Linked DNA regions of Mus musculus: region 1 is linked to region 2. Evidence: chromatin contacts called from public promoter capture Hi-C data. All regions are on one chromosome and are shown on one strand. Each heading gives the region's core, a stretch centred on a gene start, on an enhancer-like site or on the middle of the called end of the contact. The rest is flanking DNA. Distances are from core to core; before and after follow the strand shown.

The links. Promoter capture Hi-C pulls out the DNA fragments that hold promoters and counts their contacts.
Region 1: a promoter capture Hi-C map of liver shows a contact between it and region 2. The contact joins two enhancer-like sites. A contact is called at or near these places in 10 of 39 promoter capture datasets (the 3T3-L1 cell line, 3T3-L1-derived adipocytes, the C10 cell line and 5 more), 4 of 484 Hi-C or Micro-C datasets (embryonic fibroblasts, nephron progenitors and tail fibroblasts) and 1 of 115 datasets of contacts at active chromatin or transcription factors (embryonic fibroblasts).

The regions. Positions count from the first base shown.
Region 1 is chr13:104,682,318-104,687,198 of GRCm38.p6, reverse strand. All of the region lies in intron 11 of Cwc27 (CWC27 spliceosome-associated protein), which reads left to right. Among named protein-coding and RNA genes, the nearest start is that of Cwc27, 130 kb to the left of the region's middle. Within about 2 kb of position 2,343, at least 16 of the 459 cell types and tissues checked have an H3K27ac peak or open chromatin away from gene starts, as enhancers often do.
Region 2 is chr13:104,473,575-104,478,192 of GRCm38.p6, reverse strand. It overlaps Adamts6 (a disintegrin-like and metallopeptidase (reprolysin type) with thrombospondin type 1 motif, 6), which reads right to left. Exons shown (of 25, transcript NM_001081020.2): 23 at 1,364-1,540. Among named protein-coding and RNA genes, the nearest start is that of Adamts6, 190 kb to the right of the region's middle. Within about 2 kb of position 1,867, at least 14 of the 459 cell types and tissues checked have an H3K27ac peak or open chromatin away from gene starts, as enhancers often do.

The sequences.
Region 1 (4,881 bases), core at 1,094-3,593, 210 kb before region 2:
AAAAGGTCATTTGATGAGCACAGCCCTTCAAGGCTCAGGACCAGAAAAGCATCAGTTTATATCTCTCCACTCTTCCCTTCCCTTGCCCCCTTATTTCCCCTAGATGAAGTCTCACACTTTGTGTAGGCTGACCTCCAACTGCTGGGCTCAGGCCACCCTGTTGCTGTTTCCTAAAGAGCTGGTGCTCCATACTCTTAGTACCTCACCGAGTTTTCCACTCTCTTGCAATCCCTCTTCCTAAGATGCATTTTCACCGTCACTTTCCCTGCTTTAGAGCGTTCATTTACTCAGATAGACTGTAACTGCAGAAGATAACTAGCTGAGCCCTGTCTCTATTCTCAACATAAATTACTGAAAAAGAAGCAGTCTCTCCCTTAAGAAAGTCAGTTCTGGTGACCTCAGAGGATGGTCGGTAAGGCATCATCTACTTTTCTGGTTCCCAGCTTACTGACTGGATGGATTTCCCAGTGAGCACCATTATGCTTTCCAGCACAACCACTTCCCAGGTTTTATTTCAGAGAGTTGTACCCAACACTCATCAGGGCACTGTCTGTGAAAGTGCAAGCTATAAGCAGAAACAGGAGAGGCAGAGCTTGTTCCCCCAGACAGCCTGCCAGTGAATACTGTTTGGTCTTTGAGCAAGTTCAGAATTACAGGTAAACCCAATGGTAAGCTGTTCTGCATCTGAGCATCCAAATGTATAGAAAATATAAGTTAAGTTTTGATCCTTTCTCAAAAGAATTTTTAACATTTCTCCCTGTCAGACTTATTGGTACCTTGACAGTAGGATTGAATATACATAAATATATTTTATTCAAACATGTATGGTATTAAAATGAAAAATTGCATCTGCTCTCTGCTTCTTTAAGTGAGGTTTAATTATTCGAAAGGAGTTATAACTACAAAATTCCTTATAGATGTAAAATACAGTACCTATTACTCATTGCCAAATCATCATACTTCTTATTTATATAACACAAACACTGTCCTGCCTCAGGCTTCATTACAGTTCATTCTTACCAATCCTGAGAAGAAATTTAACCAAGGAGAGTTTCCACTTAGCAAATGAAGAATCCAAACCATTAAAGATACTTAGTGCCTACCCTAACTTACTCAGTGGATTTGGGAGTCAGAAGTTTTACTCAGTGCTCTTTCCACTGTAAGCTACAAAGCACTGTTTCCTTTAAAAATGAAATGAGCCACAAACAACACGACCTATTGCTGGATGATGGGCTCAGCAAACTGAGTACTTGCATGCAATGCATGGGATCAGGCTAAAGCTGAGCAAAGACATTTGTTCCACCCATCCTCCAAACCCAGGTTCCAGAAAGACCATTTGGACAGTCACTTATCAAAAGAAGCAGTTTGGTGATGGTCTCTCCTACCTTTTCTCCATCTCCTAATTTAATTTGTTAGAGCTGTCGCTAACCATGGAGAAAAGGGAAGACCAGCATGTAAACTGATAGGGAGAAAACGTGGTCAAAGCAGATAACCTCTTCTAAGACAGTAAGACAGAGCCAGAAATGACTGACTATGCTGTTTTAAAAGTCAGATGTGTTTCCTATTTAGATTGTAGTATTCTGGAAAAAACAAAACAAAACAAAAAAACTGAAGAAAAATAGCTTTACCTAAAGTAGTTAGAAGTAAACTCCAAAGTTTGAAAGCTCTCTATATTGTTTTTCCTTTGTTCCTCCTAGCCCTTCCTTCCCCCACTCTTTTTCTCTGAACTCTCTTAAGACTAATGATGAAAAGAATTGTGGGTACCAAACTTGGAAATGTAGTCCCATCAATTACCTCAAGCTAGCAATATAATTAATGAGAAGACTTTAAAGCATTCTGGGGTTTTATAGAAGACTTGAGAATGATCTCGTGAAGTGTTGGCATACAAATAATAAGTGTGACCACCTACCTCTTAGCAGGCTTCAGTCCCTCAGTGGAGCACTTTCATGGTCCCAGTTCTGTCTCATCTCCTCATCCTCTCCTTCCTCATCCTATTCATCCAGTCTTTGTTTTCAAAGAATGAGTTCCCTGTCTTACTCAAATGCATCTTTCAGTGAGTTGTCCTCACAGAGTGGTTCCGCTGTCTCTTGCATCTACTGTGGCTAAATGTCTTTTTCCTACAAGGTCATTTTGCTGCCTCACTCTGTCTGGCTTCCACTCACTCACCTGAGTGAACTTCCCAAAAGCTTCCTCAAAATTTCTGTGTTATTTCTTCTGCCTCCCTTGGTAGATTATGCCTTACTCCTTGTCCAGTGTACGAACTTTCATGGCAGGAGCTAACACTGTTTCCCTTCCTCCAGTGCACACTGCCACCTCCCCCACCCACCCTAACTAGTTTGCTTTGTGACAGGATAGAAAAGCAGCAGGCTTTGAAGTCTGAAAGCTGGGGTTTCAAACCCTTGCCCTCCACATCTGTAATCTTGCCCTATAACCTGAGGCAAGAGACCTAACCTCTCTGAACCCCTGCTTCCTCAGGCGTGCAATAGGGATAAGAATAGCCCTTCTGCTGCAGGAGGTAAAGTGGGAAAGCCCACTGTGTCTCAGTCACCTCATGTCCTAAAAGTGCTGCTGCTGGGGAAGTTGTTGTAAGTTTTAGAAAACTTACTGCTTCCTTCAGTTTCTCCGGTCGCAGAGGAAAAATAATGCGTGTCTTGGCACGCCTTACTTGCAAGTATTTTAAGGATTAATGTAAACTCTGGCAAGTATTTGAAGAATGTTATCTCATTCATTCATTATTAAAAAAAAAAAAAAGCAGTAGAGCTTTCCTTTAAGTACTGCTAAAATCATACATATTCTACAGTTTTTAGTTTACTGGGAGATCATAGATGCAGGCAATTTTAATAGCTATATTTTTAGTTTACCTGGTTGGCTTCAGAAATCTTTTTATTTTGAACTTAAGGGTTTTGTTCGTTTGGTTTTGTTTTTCGGGTATTTGGCAGCGGGGGTCGGAGCAGGGGTTGGTTGGGGTTTGTCTCTTCCATTCTTGCTACAATGCTACATATATAATTTGTAGTTTCCCCATCCAGCATAGGAGGGTGACACAGAATCACTGTCAAATGGCTATCAGACTATGAGGGCTGTGGGTCACACACCTGGAGAAGTACACTGTGCTCTGTAGGACATGTGGGAACATCAGTCAGCCTTGGTGAAGGAAGCTGTGAATTGAACAGGAGCAACAAACCATAGCTGATATGTACAAAGCTGGATCCTTACTAAAAAGCTATTGATATCTCCCAGTAATTCCCAGTAGCCCTTAATAATCATTTGTATGATACAGTTCTTTCTTGGAATCATGAAGAATGGAGAAATATGGGAAAGGGTTACTTGTCAGATAGGGCAAATTTATTATTTACTAATGAATAAAACCCAATTTAATATTCTTTATTTAGACTCCATCCTTACTGATTTAAGTTCTCCCTTCAGTACTGGGGAATTAAACTCAGGACCTGTGTGTACAGGGCAATTATCATTCCCAACCCTTGAATTCAAAGGCAAGCTCTCCCTACATACCCAAGACTGGCCTTGAGCTAGTTCATCTCCTGACTAAGCCTCCACCACCTCACCCCACTTTCCCTATTTTTTAATATATTATAAACTCAATTAATTTAAATGTATTTTAGTATATTTTGTAGTAGCCTCAATTAAGTCCTGTAATGGCTATACATTATTAACACAATAGCTGTTACTTGAATTATAAACCAAACAAAGTAATATGATCCTGAGAAAAAATGGTGAAATTTTATTTTTAGATAAAAGGATTTTTTAAACTTTTTTAAATCTAACACAGTATGGGAAAATAAGTGAAAGGAAGGAAGGAAGGTAGGAAAGAGATACTTAGAGAACATTTTTTAAATGTATTGTTAGCCTGTGTGTGTGGGCACACGTGTGCATGCAGGCACAGAGGCCAGAGGTAAGCTACTGATCCCCTCAAGCTGAAGTACAGGTGGTTTCGTGCAACTTTGGTCCTGGGAACTGAGGTTGAGTCTTCTGAAAGAGCAACAAATACTTTTTTAACTAATGAACCATTTTTCCAACCTGATTCTAGATCATTTTTTAAATGCCAAGGATACACTCCGTTTTCTAAATGATCATGATTGCTTGAGCTGTTGAAAACATCAGCAGTGAATGTTGGATGTGGCAGCTCATGCCTTTAATCCAGCACTTAGGTGTTGACTGTAATTTAAGCATGATTGCCTTATCTGTTCCTACTCTAACTCCAGAATAATTGATACAAAGACCTGTTAAGTTTATTACCAAGCTTTAAGCACTATGACTGGGCAGATCTTCATCGATTCTAAAATGTCTGCTTCCCAGCTGCTTTGCCTTCAGTGTGAGTGTTGCTCTGGCTTGCTCTGGTCCATGTGTGTCCTCATAGAAACTCCCTTGGTGACTCCCCACTTGACTCCTCCTGGAGCCTCATGGCCACTCTTGGTCTCTTCATGTGGTTGCTCTCCCTGGGTTCCGTGGCTGGAATCAGAAGTCCAGCCTTCCTATCTTCTCTATTCAGCATAGGCTGAGCAGCTTTTTCTAACCAATCAGAGAAAATTGGGGAGCATTTTTTACACAACACCAATGCAGGAGATGGTTCAATAACCAGATAATGCTAGCATCCAGACTGGACACAGAAATCAGCAACTGAATATACAGTGCCCAAGGCCAGCCACTAACACACAGGAGGCAGAAGCAGGCACAGCTCTCTGAGTTTTGGAACAACCAGGGCAACACAGACAAAGCCTGTTTCAAAAAACCAAACTAAAAATGAAAGTATCTACAGTGGGTGTTCCCTGCAGAGAGAAAGCATCCATGGGAGTGAATGTAGAGTGGAGGCATCAGCCTGTTACAAAACTTATCTCAGGTGGGAAGACAGCTCACTGGTCAAAA
Region 2 (4,618 bases), core at 618-3,117:
CACCAGCCATTAGCAATTTACTTTCTGTGATATTATTCTTACTAAAGAGAGTCACAGTATATAGTACAGGATGGCCTTGATCTCAAGAGTCTCCTGCCTTAGTCTCCCAAATGCTGACACTATGGATATGAGTGGCCACGCAGAGCTGCATACTATTTTTTTTAATGTGGCTTAACAGATTTCCTCTTTGATATTTAGAAGAACAATGAATAATTTCCTTACTACATAAAATATACCAATTTGGTGTTCTTTAAATAAACTTGGTAGAAGTTTTTTACTTGATAGAATTGTACTCATTTATCATGAATGGTCTGACATTTTGAAATATGAATATATTTGTGTGTGTGTAGATTGTATAATGGCTAAATTTTGTTAATTAATATAGGCATTATAGTTATTTTTGTGACTTTTTAAATATAATTGAACATGGCCGGTAGCAAGATGGCACAAATTAGCTACATATATAAGGAATGAAGGAAAGAATGAAAATAGGAAGCGGAGCAGCAAAACGTCTCAGTGGGTAAGGCGGGCCCCACCAAAGTGATGGCCTGCATTTGACTCCCAGCAACACCAGAACTTACAACAAATAAGTGATTTTTTATTATTAAAAAAGACAAATGCAAATTGAAGCATAAAATAGTTTGATATATATAAGACACATGTCAATAGGCCTATGTATTATTTCCTAATTCACAATATACATCAGAGAAAAGTACTTTGAAGTATAAGTATTATTCATTTTTCATCTTATCGATCCCATGGGTATTTGAATTAAGTCCCCAAAAGCTTCACTGTAAGGCTAGGAGGAATTCTATGCTTTATGAGTGGAGAAGCTAAAGCTAAGACGTTGGTATTAACTGATTTATTACTAAATCAGTTGAGAACTAGGGTTCCAGTGCTGTGGCTTCTTTACATTCTACTTATTGAGTCTACTTGACATTGAACTTGAAATGCTAGGATCGAAAGAACAGGTGAACTTGGGATTCATGGGGTTTGAACTTGGGATTCATGGGGTAATGCATACCTATAACCCCTGTTAGTAACAGGATCCCTGTTTGCAACAGGAGGATTGTGAGTTTGAAGCCAGTATGGCATACACAAAGTTTGGGCCCTTTATAATAAACTCCCAAATAGTAACAGGAACAATAATAATGCTAGAAATAGAGTAGAATAATTACAGATGTGGAGAAATGTGGCTAAGTGGGGATGTGTCCACAGCTGGTCTCAACGGCTTATGTAGTCTCATAGGTAGATCTCATACTTAGGACTTCTATGAGTTAATTCTTACTCTTAAGCCTTCACAATGATCGAATCAAAAAACTTAGGTTTGTATCTCAAAGGAGCCCACATCTGGCTGCCTTACCTGGCCCCAGTCTCCTGTCACCCAGCGGGGAGGAGGGCAGCGGCCCAGACTGCAGCGGATGCGAGCAGGAGGCTTGCTCTCCTCTGGACATTGTGCAGCTGGGAATGTTTTAGAAAGGTCACTGCTCTTGCACAGAACAATCCGATGCTTGAATCCTGAACCACATTTAGGAGTACACTGGAAATAAAAACAGATATTAATTAACAACAATTTAAATACAGGAAAGTGTGAAGGAAGTCTTGAAGTAAATGTGCATATGTATAAAATATCTACTTAGGGAAACACTCAGTTCTGAAGCTCCTTCCACAGTCAGTAAAGGGAAGCACGTGTATCTTTTCCCTAAGGTCTTTAAGAGCTCAAATCAATGTTTGCTTTTCTTGGCTAACGTTTTATTCTTTTATTAGGGCTGGGCTTATTCTTCTATTCTTTCCTATTCTTGGCCTCCTTCAGCTGTGATAAGATTCTGCTAAGTTCTGGAATGTGGAAGCTTACTGGGTGTTGTCTTTGAAAGGGAACTTTTATATTATTAGTGAACCACAGGAACGAGTCTTTGTAGAGCAAGTTGGCAGTGGAGTAGGTCAACTATTTTCACAGTATCAAGAATATATGCCCGCAGGAAAGGGTTGTTGCATAAATACCTCTGGCCTTCCTCATGTTCATAAGTCACAAACATTAAGAATTCAGTGTCTGCTCTTCAAATGGAGAAAACCACACTTCTTCCTATGTCACAAATCCTTTCCTTTACATGTCTCTAAATGCAGTGGCTGACTAAAGTTCTACAGTTTTCAGAACCTTTTTTCCAAATCTCTTTTCCTCTCAGTCAATGAAGGGTCTTATACACATGTGCAAGATGTGATTTGAACCTTTCATTCAGACATATTTACTGATCTTCTATAGCAGTGGTTCTCAACCTGTGGGTTGCAACCCCTTTGGCAAACTTCTATCTCTAAACAAGTTCACAATTCTTAACAGTAGCAAAATTATAGTTATGAAGCATCAATAAAGATAACTGACAGTTGGAAGTCACCACAGCATGAAGAACTGTATTAAAGAATCACAGTGCTAAGAAGGTTGAGAACCACTGGTCCAGAGGAATTACATGAACTTGAGGGGTGGGGCATGAAAGAAAATGAGAGTCTCTATACTCAACATGCCTGTATTCTTATTTAGGAGACAGGCATGGGAACAAAGACTATACCACATATTATGAGAGTGAGCATAGAAATTAAATTCTTGTGTGCTTTCTCAACATCGGCTTTTGACTGGTTTTATCAGCCATAGTCTTTGAGTTTGGCATATTGGCATAGAAAGGGAGAAAAATATTGTTTTTTTTTTCCAGATAAATAAAGTCAAAGGTTCTATGTAGTCTCTTTATCACAATGAATCCAGTAATGGAAAATATTTCCTCCAACTTAAAGAAAGATTCATTAACATGTATTTTTAAGGAAGACAACACATAATTCTTCTAAGATCACTTCAGTGGAGGCAAAGGTAGGAGTTAAAAATCAGAAACAAAAATCTTGATGTATTACTCATGTTCACAGCCAAATCAACAAACATAGCCTCACTACTGCCGCACTCTTCCCATATAAACCACCAGCTCTCATTCATCCAACTCTTTTCAGATACGATTTGTCTCCATTTCCATCACCATGAGTTACATTTCAAGCCAATATTATTTCCCACATGGTATTTTACTACTACTCCCGAATAGTTCAGCTTTCTGCCTTTAACTCACAACAATACATTTTATGAACTTTAGAGGAAAAGCATTTCATGAGGGTCCCAGAGGATAAAAGGGAACGGCACATTGTTAGCCCACTTGATCTTAGTCAAAAGCTGAGAAGTGTTCACACATTCTTGTTCAATGAGTGCACGGGGTCTGGGCCTACAGAGCCAGCCACAGCCGCTCCATCCCTATAGTCAGGCTATACTCCCTATAGTCAACTCTGGTCTTTACATACTGTATTACCTAGGTGTAATAATAAAATTTAGATTAAAAAAAATCTCTTCTAAGAAAATAGTAAAGGCAGGGACTACCACTTAGAACAGGTTCATTCAGAGTGTACCATCCAGCACATCCTTCCGATCAGACAATCAGAGGACAGAGCAGAAAGAACATGAGGGTCTTCAAAGGGTATGTCCAAAGAAATTAGGCTGCAGTTTTCAAAAGATTGAATTAAAAAGATCTCAAATGTGGCTGGTTCTTCTCCAGAGCCACCTTCTCCCATGGGGAGAGATCCTGTTTTCCTAAGGCAGAGGGTGCTGGCTTTTGGTGCAGTTTATCCTTCCTTACCTTAACCCATTTAGGGAAGAGCTAGGCTTCTTGGTAAAGCAAGGAAAGGGAAACCCACCTGTGCACAATAGACAGGCAAGACAGACAACAGCCATTCCTCCCTCTTGACAAAAAATGGGAGTAAAGATGGTGTTCAACTAGACAGTAATGCCAGCACTCCCTAAACGATGCTCTGCACCTGACAGGTTTCCTAGGTCATCTACATCTGCGGAGAGATCTCGGGGCGAGGCCCAGCATGAGCACTCCGCTTCCCAGCACTTCTTTCTTCTAGGCTGTGATTCAGCTGTCTTAGACAGGGTGTCAGAAGTGTCACTCAGTGTCCTCAGCAGCCACATGCACTTCCAGGGATGCCCCTGTGCTTCTTAAGCCACCCGAGAGCATCACTCCTGAGACCAGCAAAGTAGAATAACAATTACAAAAGAAGTTTAAGTTTAACCTGTGTGAATTAAATCCAGAAGGACACCTTGTATTTACTGAAAAGCTTCCATCTCAACGCCATTTAAAGGTCTCCTTCTTCAAGGTGATTGTGTTTGGTTATTTCACTTGAGAACAAATGTGCAACGGCAAGATGAAACGAACTGGTCTTACTGCTTGGCAGAGGTTTCTTATTGGTTTAGTTTTCAGGGATGATTTGTGTTCCTTTCCCTCTTTTCCATCTTTTGCCCTTTCTTCCTATTTGAGGAAGGAACTCACTCTGTAGTCCAGTTTGATCTGGAACTTACTTATTTGAAGTTCAGGCTGACTTTAAACTCACAATTTCTGTCTTTAACTGCAGGAACCACTGGCACATACGTTACAATATTTTGTGTTTATGTTCAGTTATATTTTTATAAAGAAGATTTCCTTTTCTTTTCAAATTCTCTTGTCCTTAAGCTTCAATTACAACTAGCTAAAAAGGCTTCTGACCCTATTTCAGGCTCCTCTTAAGAAAGGAAAGTACAGCAGTAGTAAGGTGGGGA